Linked DNA regions of Bos taurus: region 2 is linked to region 1. A link is a contact called in public Hi-C data. All regions are on one chromosome and are shown on one strand. The core of a region is the stretch at or near the end of the contact, and the rest is flanking DNA. Distances in the headings are between cores, read along the strand shown.

Evidence for each region. A called contact is a pair of places that touch in the nucleus more often than the background predicts.
Region 2: a contact with region 1 is called in a Hi-C map of liver, with 2.9 times the contacts expected there. The contact joins two enhancer-like sites. A contact is called at or near these places in 2 of 11 Hi-C or Micro-C datasets (liver and skeletal muscle).

What each region holds. Positions count from the first base shown.
Region 1 is chr5:21,936,702-21,943,058 of ARS-UCD2.0, reverse strand. No RefSeq gene overlaps it. Among named protein-coding and RNA genes, the nearest start is that of BTG1, 75 kb to the left of the region's middle. Within about 2 kb of position 3,603, at least 6 of the 102 cell types and tissues checked have an H3K27ac peak or open chromatin away from gene starts, as enhancers often do. A contact at or near this core is called in liver, where this site is marked.
Region 2 is chr5:22,295,517-22,301,873 of ARS-UCD2.0, reverse strand. No RefSeq gene overlaps it. Among named protein-coding and RNA genes, the nearest start is that of PLEKHG7, 270 kb to the left of the region's middle. Within about 2 kb of position 3,088, at least 5 of the 102 cell types and tissues checked have an H3K27ac peak or open chromatin away from gene starts, as enhancers often do. A contact at or near this core is called in liver, where this site is marked.

The sequences.
Region 1 (6,357 bases), core at 2,354-4,853:
CACATATATACATATTACACTTACACATGTTTATGGGGGTGATCTATTTAACTTGTTTTATGAGCACTGAATATGCACATTTTCTTTCTCTTGCTAGTTTTTACTATTTCTTTGCCTGCTCTGAGTCTTAGTTGTGGCACACGGGATCTTCGATCTTTGTTGTGGCATGTGGGATCTAGATCCCCGACCAGAGGTTGAAACCAGCCCCCCTGCATTGAGAGTGCAGATTCTTAGCCACTGGACCACCCTGTTATTATTATTTTTCTCATTTATGATGTATGTACAGAAATCTCTCCAAAGTGACTATTCAGTTGTAACTCTTTTTTTTTGGAGTGGATATGTAATAACTCATGGTATGGATGAGCTGTAATCTATTTAGATGTTCTCACTGCTGAACATTTACTGGGATCCCTGTCCCCCTCTCCTTTTCTTGCTATGAATATGTGTTCTCTTACATTCGCCCCTGTGCTCTGATGATCTTGGAGGTGTCAAGAGGAGATTGCAATGTTGAATGGCACATATAGGTATGTGTTTAATTTTTTATATATGCTGCTAAATGGCTTGTCAAAAAGTTTTAACAGCTAAATTCCTCACAGCAATGTATAAGCAGCAATTTTTCCATATAGCCATCACCAGTAGAGCTTATTGATCATTTCATTTTTTTTTGCCAGTCTGATGGGTATAATATACATTGTTGTTATTTTAATTTGCATTTCCCTGACTGATTTAATGCGAGCATGTTTTTGTTTTCCATGTGGGTTTATTCCTCTGTGAATTTCTTGTTTCTTTATTCATTTTCCTATGAGTTTGTCTACTTTTGTCAATTTGTAAAAACAAAACAAAAACTGTTGTCATCTGTGGTACAAATATTCCTGAACCTATCCTTTGTCGATTTATCTGGTAAGGGAAACTTTCTTTTGTCAAAAAAAGATTTTAAATCCTTATATGAGCAAATTTGTTGGTTGTTATGTAGCTAAACTGTGTCTGACTCTTTTATGACCCCATGGGGTGTCAATGGGATTTTCCAGGCAAGAATACTGAAGTGGGTTGCTATTTCCTTCCCCAAGGGACCTCCCTGATCTTTTCTTTATAGCTTCTGTATTAGATCAAGAAATGCATCAGTCAAGAAAGTTGGCTTTCACTGGTGGTTTGTACATATAAGCACATATAATGTGCTGGATTTTCTTGAAAGTATTTTTTTGTACAATTGTCTTTAATTTTGTCATTTATTTTTGGAGCTGATATAAGACTGAGTTCAATTGTTTTTAAATGCAGTTGAATAGCTGTGCCATAACCAGTTAAATGCATATATGAATGTATGTGCACATATATGTATTCATATACAAATGGTCCTGACTTACAAGAGTTTGATTTTATGATGGTGCAAAAGTGATATGCATTCAATAGAATCTGTACTTTGAATTTTGATCTTTTCCTGGGTTAGTGCTATGTGGTCTGATATTTTCTCAAGATGCTGGGCAGCGACAGCAGCTCCCAGTCAGCTCTGCGAACACAGCTGTGAACAATCGATACACTTACAGCCATTCTGGACCCACACAACCGTTCTGTTTTTCACTTTCAGTACAGTATTCAATAAATCACATGAGATATCCAGCACCTTATTACAAAACAGGCTTTGTGTTAGATGATTTTGCCAACTGAAGGCTAACGCAAGTGTTCTGAGCACGTTTAAGGTTGGTTAGGCTAAACTGTGATGTTTGGTAGATTAAGTGTATTAAATGCATCTTTGACTTTTATGGCATTTTCAATTTATGATAGGTTTATCAGGATGTAATCCAATCATAAATTAAGGAAAATCATTATGTATGTGTGTATATATACCATATGTATGTCTGTACATATATATATATGTGTGTGTGTCCATATATGTATAAGTATGTATGGTGTGTGTGTGTGCATCTCCATATAGGTATATGAATAGATATACATCCATGTGTGTATGTGTGTGTGTGCTCAGTGGTATCCTCTGTCCATGGGATTTTCCAGGCAAGAATACTGGAGTGGGGTATTACTCCAGGGAATGTTCCCAACACAGGGATGGAACCCATATCTCTTGCATCTCCTGCATTGGCAGATGGATTCTTTACCACCATACCTCCTGAGAAGCCCATATATCCATATATAATTATAATATATCTCAAAATATATGTGTGTGTATATATATATACATACTGGTATGTATATGTATACAAAATTTTTTGATTCTCTGTATAGTTTCACTGAATTCCACTACTACCTGTAGGCCTCGTAAAACATTTGATTAAGGATTTGAAGAGAAATCTGAATTAGTTTGAAAAGGAAAAAGCTATGTTTAAGCCCCCAGAACCCCAACATTTCCTTTTAAATCTTTTGACCCTGTGACACTATAATTCATCCTCTCTTCTCAAAACGAGCCACTATCTTTTTTCATGGATGTTGTTCTTGTACTACTTACCTCTGTTAGCCATCACATGAGTTTGTTCATGTCGGGTTGGACTCAAAAGAGTCGACACAACTCCTGTCCTCACTTTCTTTCTATAGAAAGCAGCCACAGAAGCAATAGACTCTCAGATTGGTTGTTAGAGAAGAAATAGTTAATGTATCGTTTTCCTCCTTAACATCTTTCATCACATAGCCTATTTTGGTGTTTTGGTACCTGAAACCCCATTTTGCTTATGGCTACATTAAAATGTGAATATTCATTTTGGAGATTTGCTGGCGACAGTTATGCCAGTAAAATCAAAGAGCTACATCCAAGCATTTCAGAAAAGCACAATTATATGTACTTAGAAATATTTCCTAATAATCTAGGTTTATTTCAACATGAATTCTATATAAAGTCACAGGGGAAAGAAAAGACATAGCAATTTAATTATTTAACCTAAAGTGTAACACGCTATAACTGTTCTCCTTTATCCAAGGACAACGTGTCTCATACTTGAAAGTGACTAAAGGGCAATGATTCTTTATGAGTTTTTCCCTTCGGTGACCTTTATAAAAAGTCTAAGGTAAAGTTCTAAGTCAGGGCATTCCTCCTTCCCCTCACTTCTCTCAAAGAAGTATTAGAGAAGTGTCACTTCTACAAACCAAGTCTGGACTCAATGCCAAAGCAACTTTAAGGAACAGAATTTTATATGCAGATTGCCTAACCCAAGACAACTTTATAGTTCCTAGAACATGCTTTTTCAGTATTGTTCCTTGCTCAATTTTATTACATAAAGCAGTCCTTTTCCTCTTTCTCTTTTGTACTTAAATGAGAAAATAGATTTGCTTCTTCTCATCCCAGAAATGTACAGAATCATAAGGTGTTAAAATTGTCAGGGACATTATAAGCCAGGCAACCTTAGAAATTGTCTACTTTAAACTCTTGCTGAATGATTCTTTTCTCTCTTTTTTTTTTTTTTTTTAGAGCCCCAGTTGATTCAAGGGAAGGCAAGATTCTGTGAATGCCTGGACTCCGTTTCATGTCCTACTTCTGTCTTCCTCTGATCTTTGTTTAAATGGCTCTGCCAGGAGGACTTTCCAGGGGGTGGGGCTGCGTGCTCAAACACATGTGAGAATCCACGTGTGTCCTGCGTTTTCTGGAGAGGTGATTTTTGGCAGGGGATTTTTGCTCCATGGAGGGAGAGTGTATGAACATTTTTTTTTTTTCCCCTACTCAGCACAACGGTAGTTCCCTACCGACTGGTATCTGTTTTGAAGTCACATGGCAAAGGGGATTTCTGTCAATGTTTATTCATTGCACATTCAAATATGACACTCTGATGACCATTCACAGGATCACGTCAGTGTTAGTATACAATTTTTCTGCCAACAATGGGAAGTTTATTCCCAGAGCTAAAGTTGCTTTATTTGAAAATGCAGGAGGTTTCATGCACAATAGGCATATTTTAGAGCTTATTTTTTAAATATTAAATTTATTTAGTTATTTTATTTTTAAATTGTATAAGATGACTGCTTGGCTGAGCCTATCTGAAATGTTTCTTAATCGGTACCACATTGATTAGTGAATACCTTCATGGTACAAGAAGATGATGGATAAAATGACTTTATCTATCACTACCCTAACATAAATTGAAACATTTTTACTCCTGTTTGGGGCCCCACCCTGTGGAAAGAGAAAACATCTCTGCTCTATTATATGGGGTAAGTGCATGTGACTTGATTTGGCCAATGAACTGAGACTGACAGCCACTTTCTATCAGAGGATTTCAGAGCCAGTGTGAGGTCCGTCACTCCTGCTTTTCACTCTGCCCCATAACCGCCTGTGTTCCAGGTAGAGGATCTGTCATCCAGATCCCCCTGTAAACAAAAAGTAGACCAAAGCCACAGGTGACATGGGACATGAGCAAGAAATCAAGCTATATTACTGTGAGCCCCTGAGATCTGAAGTCCATTTGTTACTGCAACGTAATCTTGCTCATCCTGGCTCATGCAGACTGCATACCAGAAAGAGTGAACAGAACCTAAGTTCAAATCCTGGTTCTGCCTTTAAATAGTGATGTGAACTTGGACATTTCTAAAACATTGGTGACCTTCACAACTTGAACTTCGGTTTCCCCAGGAATGGATACAACGACCATCACCTTGTGGATCTCACAGAAGATGGATATGAGGCTAAAATGACACTGTTTATATTATCATACACTGGAAAGTGTATAAATGCAAGGCACTAGAACAATTGGATTTTCCATTTTTTAGTGAGTGGCATATACTAATCTTTGCTTCTTTCTTTATTTATGGCTGAATTGGGTCTTCAGTGCTGTGTGCAGGCTTTCTCTAGTTTGAGCTGGGACGACTCTTCATTGCGATTCAAGGGCTCCTCGTTGCTATAGCTTTTCTTGTTGTGAAGCAAGGGCTCTATGGCACTCGGGCTTCAGTAGTTGTGGTGCATGAGGTTAGTTGCTCCAAAGCACGTGTGATTTTCCCGGACCAGGGATCAAATCCGCATCTCCTGCGCTAGCAGGCAGATTCTTAACCACTGGACCACCAGAGAAGTCCATTATCTTAGCTTTTTTTCAACTTTGAAATAAGTACACATTCTAAAATGTATCATCCACCCAAAGCTTTATAAACCATTAAGTGCAGACACTTCCATATACTGTCTGAGAAAGGCACTTCTGACTGTAGAAGACCATTCTTTTTAAGCATCCAGCTTTGAAAAGAGCACACGTGAAGTAATGTTGAGCCATGTGGATACTTGCCTGGCCAAGATGATCAGCCTGATTATTTATCCTGAGCTATAAGGCCAAACTGCTTCACTTTTGGAGAAAACATTATTAATGATACGAACACTATTATATTTATTTTACTAGGAAGAATTAGTGGAAAGAACATTAGCTTTCGAAACATAGACCTGGCACTTGGTAGTCATTCAGTAAATATTTATTGACTAAATGACCAAATCAGCTCAAATCTCACCAACAATTTCTGACTATGTGATTTTGTGCAAGACATTTAACCTCTCTGAGTTTCCGATTATTCACTTGCAACATACAAAATAATAATCTCCTCACAGGGCTTTTTTTTTTTTAAAGGATTAATGAAGTGATTGATGTATGAGATCTCTCAAAGTGCTCAGTAAAAATTTAATAAGCATGGAAGTTTAGTTGATTAGCTATGCTATGTCCTAGAGTGCGTAGCCAGCTTGTAGAAAAAAGAGTTGGCTTTTGATATTGTTTGCAATGTTCCATTAACGAAGTCTTGAGATTCCTTTGGAAAAAATCAATTCCATTTTGATAAGACCACGCTTTCTTTGCCACAGAAGCAATACCATATGTGTGCACCTGAGGAAAGCATTTAAAATGCTTTTGACATGCAAAGGCTTCCAGGGCTCTGCTTTGGAAAAGCTCTCCTAACAAAAGGGACCACACTGCCTCCCATTGCCTGGTTTCTGGATTGGTTTTCCATCTCTTCTTCACAGCACTGCCTTTATCTCTCAGTGCCTGTTATCTGCCTCTCTAATACACTTACTTGCCGGTCCCTGAAAGGCCCTGCTGTAGATGTCCTTAGGAACTTCCATCAGCAACAATAAGGTGGGTGGCAAACTTTTAAAGGATCTGCATCAACAAAAAGGGAGGAGAGAAGGAACCGATGACACACATGGTGATTTTCTAGGTATTTAGCATTCATTTAATCCTGGTAGCAGCTCTGTGCAGTCAGTGGCTTTATTTATTTATTTCAATGGTGATTTTAAAACAAGGACATCAAAGTACAAAGAGTTTCAGGAATCTGCCCAAAGTCATACAATCAGTAAGTGGTATGGCTCGAAAGTGAAAGTGAAAGTGAAGTCGCTCATTCATGTCCGACTCTTTGCAACACCATGGACTGTAGCCTACCAGGCTCCTCTGTCGATGG
Region 2 (6,357 bases), core at 1,839-4,338, 360 kb before region 1:
TGTCCAGCACATCCACACCAAGAGCACGTGGTTATGGATTGTGCTCTCTGTTGCCTTTGGTTCTTTCTCACAAAGCCTGCATTTCAGAAACAGCTCGTGAACAGTCTGTATTTCAGTGATTTTTTTTATCTCACCTTTCTCTAGATATGGATGTTCTATGACTCCTGGCTTCCTGACACGTGAAAAAATACATTCCTTCTCTCTCAGTCTGTGTCTCCTGAGAACAAGTTCAGACGAGCCTTTTCTAAATAATAAAAGAGAAGATGGCCGCCACATGTTTTTATAACTGACCTTATTTCAAAATTCGGTTGGGTAACTCTTACCTCACTTTCCAGAGAGAGGCAGTGTGTGTCGTGAGAATGTGTGTGTGTGTGTGTGTGTGTGTGTGTGTGTGTTAGTCACTCAGTCATGTCCGACTCTTTGCAATCCCATGGACTGTAGCCTGCCAGCTTCCTCTGTCCATGGGATTCTCCAGACAAGAATACAAGAGTGGGTTGCCATTTCCTTCTCTAGGGGATCTTCCTGACCCAGGGATTGAACCCAGGCCTTCTGCATTGCAGGAAGATTCTTTACCATCTGAGCCACCAGGGAAGCTGAGAATCTCTCTGCTGCTGCTGCTAAGTTGCTTCAGTCGTATTTGACTCTGTGCGACCCCATAGATGGCAGCCCACCAGGCTCCTCCGTCCCTGGGATTCTCCAGGCAAGAAAACTGGAGTGGGTTGCCATTTCCTTCTCCAACTCTCTAGAGGTAATCAAAACAAATGGCTGTGCCTGACCTTGGCATGTTCCCTGGCCCTCTGTGGTCCTGCGTTTGCTCCTCTTTGTGAAAGGCAGACAGTGTTATGTGACATCTAAGGTCCCTTCCTCCTCTAAACCTTCCAGCCTCTAACCCCAGGCTACTGCTTGCTGATTTATAAGACAATATATTGACTTGCCTGAAGATATTAAATGGCAAATATTTTAAAAAGTGGGTCCTTCTCCACTTTTTTATGTCTAGGTTATAAAATTATGATAATGATTACTTTTTCATTACTCACCTAATCCCATAAAACACCTCTCACTATATAAATGCACATAGGCTTTTTTCAACAACAATTACTCATTTTGTTGAAGGGAATCAGGTCCTTGCTAAAGGCCAGTAAGAAAGCACCAGCTTTCTGCTAGTAGACTCTACATTTTCTCTGGGCAAAAGGTTTACTGTGGCTGAGACCAATACAGCGTCACCCAGTGGCCCTCTCCTAAGGGAGATTACCGACTATTCATTAGTTGCTCCAAAGCTGGTAACGTGTGCCATGAGGTTGAGGAGAATAGAAGGAACATTTACCAGAAAGAAAAATTTAGATGTAATAGGTTCTTCCTCCTGGGTCTCTCTCTATTTCTTACTGTTAAACTGAAACCTTTTACATTGAAATCTTGTTTTCCTTTTTTATACTCATGACCATGTTTCAAAGCAAGTCTTATACCTCTTTTACAGCTGAGACTATGGAGGCTCAGAGATGTTAATGAATATCCCAAGCTCACCCAGGAATTCCTAAATGTGTCTAAAATGGATTTAAAAAATTGGAATGTTTAGGATATGGAGAAACCCTGAAATGATCACATCACTAAGGCAGGCCTGCCATAATGTTGTTTTCCACATTTGTAAAGTTTCAAGGAGGTACCCTGTGAACTGGAAGCAAATACTGAGGTATTTCACACCCCTATATCAAGAGGGTTTTTTGTGTTTTTTTTTTTATAGCTTATTTTAAATTTTATTTTATTTTTAAACTTTACAATATTGTACTGGTTTTGCCAAATATCGAAATGAATCCGCCACAGGTATACATGTGTTCCCCATCCTGAACCCTCCTCCCTCCTCCCTCCTCCCTCCCCATACCATCCCTCTGGGTCGTCCCAGTGCACCAGCCCCAAGCATCCAGTATCGTGCATCGAACCTGGACTGATTTGGGAGAATGGCATAGAGACATGTATACTATCATGTATGAAATGAGTTGCCAGTCAAGAGGGTTTTGAATCCTTTTCCCCAGTAGATTTACAGAAGTCAGGCATTATTTGAGATGTGATAGTAATGGATGCCATTGATTGAACTCATTATGCTCCCAGCTCTGTGCTAACCACTTGATAAGCATCATCTCATTTACACAGACATTGTTCCATAAGATGGTTACCACTGTCTTATGCAGACATGGGCACTGAGACTTATAAGGAAGTGTCACTTACCCAAGTATCATGGATTGAAAGATTGGGAATCCAGGTAATATCTGAATCTAAAGCAAATTGCTCCTATTGATTACTCTATAATGCCTTGGCACTGCAGGGCAGAATGGGACAAGGGAACCCCGTTTTCTCTCCCCATTGGAGCTGCACTTCCATATGGTAACTTGAAAGCCTGCATAAATCACTATTGTGACTAACGTCCACACCTAGCAATAGCAATTATGACAACCAGCCCTGTAAGTTCTCACCCTACTTTCATTCATTAAAAGTAGAAATTAAAGGGGAGGAAGGCAGATGGGAAAACCCCTGTCCCAAATGGTCGTTTGAGCAATAGAACAATCTCTGTAGTTATTTAAAGGGAAAAAAACCTGATTATTTATCAGAAATAGAACTATGAAAAGTCCACCTCCAGAAGCACCTCCATTGCAGCATTTCCCAGAAAGATCATTTATTGTTTACTTTAATAGTTTCAAAAATATTAAGGCATAACAAGATCTGCCAAACTAGATTGACTAGAAGATAAAAGATTCCCAAGAATGGAATGTTTTCAGTTGATTACAGCATAGTCAAGCCAAAGCTAGCAAGTCATCATTAAGGAAGAGCATGTAAATTCTGACCTTGGATTTTGCAGTAACGACATTTACACAATCATAGCTTAATCCAAGTTTGTCACAGGATGCTAGACTTTTCATATCATGGCTTTCACTCCTCAGCTGAAATCTGATTATGACAGCAGGCCTTTTCCTGGGAATTGAATAAGATTAAAATATATAGTGACCTGATATTTGTGGATTAAAGAAATGAGGTCAGAGATAGGAATTGGATCCGGGTTGGTAAACAACTGTGGCCACTTGTGTTGCAACTGTGCAGGAGGAAAGGCAGCCAGTGCACTCCCTGGAGTCCTGTAGACTGGACGGGCTTCCAGGCATCTGCAAAGCTTTTCTCCTCTGATCTCCAGCACTCACACGACTTTCTCAAAATGGCAGAAACAAGAACGTCTTTGTTTGTATCCAGTTTAGAAACATCATCATCGCGAACTTCTAACTTAGGTTTGATGTCTATCAGCGTATTAGAAGGTGACGGGAAAAGAAATTCGTTTCTTTCTCAAATATTTATTGGGTGCCTACAAATACACTGGGCATTGTGGAGCGTGTGGTATATAGATGCAGGAGCCGGACAAAGCCCCTGAAAAACAAGCAGCACTGCAAAATGGTTCATGTTCAGTACCAAGGGAGGCCTGGGCCAGAGTGTAAACACAGGAAACAGCCACTGCGGGCAGACGGCTGATGCTCTCCAAGAATTACAGACCAGATACACTCAGAGAAGTGTACAGTCAGAGAAAACTTCCTTGAAGTTGAAATGTGCCAGACAGTATTGTTTTTCTGAAATGGTCTATTTATTAAGTTATGATTTAGATACAGACTTCTTGAAAGAAAGAAATTCATCCACCTGATCGCACAACAGTAGCGCTGTGAAAGGACTTAAAAGAAACATTAGTGCAAAGATATTTTCTGGTTTTAATTCACTTCTTATCCAAGACACATACAGCATCGGTGTCATTTCTAGTAGAAGAAAACATCCACTTAGCGCTTCTACACAGAACAGGAAAGCGAGGCTCAGAGGCACCACATCTGGTGTTCCAGGTCTATACTGCCTCCTTAGTCTTGTTATGACTCAACTTGGCTACTCCTGTACAAAAGGTATGGGATTCTCAAAGAAAAGGTAAATAAATGTTAATTATAAGAGTAAAAGAACTGAATCCCTGATTGACTGCTATCCAGGACAAAAATAAACAAGGCAGAAAAAATAATATGCCCTGTAACTTTCTGAAAGGCATCAGGAATTTAGAGCAAGCTTTCTATTTGCATTTGCAGGACAGGGCATGAAAATATTGATTACTGTAAAGCAGGGAGTTGCCTGCCTGCCTTCAATAAAACACATTCTGCAAGTCTGATATTCTTGGAACAGAACGTTACCCCTTGGAATTTCCCTAACTCTGAAAAGAGAGAGTGGGTTTCGACTGTTTCTGTTCTAAATAGCATATTCTTGTTGTTGTTGTTCAGTGGCTCAGTTGTGTCTGACTCTTTGAGACCCGATGGACTGCAGCACGCCAGGCTTCCCTGTCCTTCACCATCTCCTGGGGTTTGCACAAACTCACGTTCTTTGAGTTGGTAATCCCATCCAACCATCTCATCCTCTGTTATCCCCTTCTCCTCCTGCCTTCAATCTTTCCCAGCATCACGATCTTTTCCAATGAGTTGGTTCTTTGCATTAGATGGCCGAAGTATTGGAGCTTCAGTTTCAGCATTCCTTCCAAAGAATATTCAGGGTTGATTTCCTTTAGGATTCACTGGTTTGATCTCCCTGCAGTCTAAGGCACTCTCAAGAGTGTTCTCCAACACCAGAGTTGGAAAGCATCAATTCTTCAGCATTCAGCCTTCTTTATTGCCCAAGTCTCATATCCATGCATGACTACTGGAAAAACCATACCTTTGACTATACACACATTTATTGGCAAAGTATTGTCTCTGCTTTTTAATATGCTGTCTAGGTTGGTCATAGCTTTTCTTCCAAGGAGCAAGTGTCTTAATTTCATGGCTGCAGTCACCATCTACAGTGATTTTGGAGCCCAAGAAAATAAAGTCTGTCATGGTTTCCATTGTTTCCCCATCTATTTGCCATGAAGTGATGGGACCAGATGCCATGATCTTAGTTGTTTGAATGTTGAGTTTTAAGCCAGCTTTTTTCACTCTCTTCTTTCACTTTCATCAAGAGGCTCTTTGGTTCCTCTTCAATTTCTGCCATTAGGGTGGTGTCATCTGCATATCTGAGGTTCTTGATATTTCTCCTGGCAATCTTGATTCCAGCTTGAGCTTCATTCATTCCAGCATTTTGCAAGATGTACTCTGCATATAAATTAAATAAGCAGGGTGACAATATAGAGCCTTGATGTACTCCTTTCCCAATTTTGAGCCAATCCATTGTTCCATGGCTGGTTCTAACTGTTGCTTCTTGCCCTTCAAGAAACATATTAAAGACACATTCTAACTTCCTTAAAAGGATGGATCTATGTGTGTTAAGAATTTGATGTCTTCATTTCCTCTGGATCCCAATTTTTTCTCCAAATGCACACCCTCACATGGTTTATATCATCACCTTCTTTGAAAAGACTACCATCTGTCTCTCTTGACCATCCACACAGGTCAGCTGCTTCATACATAATATGTTTCTAACATCATTGGTAGAAACTAGTTGCATCATTAGAAGTTTAGATCGCCTTTCCTGCTAAAATTAATCATCCTTCAAGCATATCTGAAGTAGTGTTAATATATATGTCTATGAATATTTTTTATCAGAAGGAGAAATCAAGAAGGGGAGTCCATGCCCCAACCTGCTCCTTGAATCTGGAAGGTCTTTGTGACTGCCTTGATGATAGAATGCCAAGGAGGAGATCTGGGTAACTTCTAGATCTGAGTTGGAGAAGTCCTTTGGCTCTGCCAGTGTCTCCTGGGACAGTCACTGTGGGAGATTTTGCCCCATGTAAGTTCATCTCTCCTGTGTCCACCACGTGGAAAGATCATGTGGAGATAAAGTGGCACCTTAGAGGCCTCCCAGCCTAGATGCCAGATGTGAGTGATGAAGCTTTGGTAATAACTCCTGTCCCAGGCACCATGACAGCCTCATAAGATCCTAAGTGTGAACCATCCCTCCAAGCCCAGTCAAATCCAGGATTTGTGATCAAAATAAGTGGTATTATTGTTTGAAGCCACTGTTTGAAATGTTTTGTACATGATAGTAGATAATTAGAACAGATTGTGAGAACTGGAAGTTGGGTGCTAGTGTAATGAAACCTAGAACAGGACACTGACTCTGGGACAGAGTGGTGGGAGAAGTTAGGAGGGGTTTTGAGGGACTTGAGTAAAAGCCTGATGGCGCTTGAGGAGAATAGTAGAAAAATTAGCAAAATTGTCACTTGCAGTGACGTGAAAAATGCAAAAGATAACTAATGAGCTGGTAGATTTGGCTAATAAGAATTCCAGCTAGAATGTTGAGACTGCCCAATAGCTTCTTTTAGTCACATAAGTATGAGAGAGATGAGTTTAAAAAAGGAACTGTTTCATTTTCAAGAAAACTTAAAGA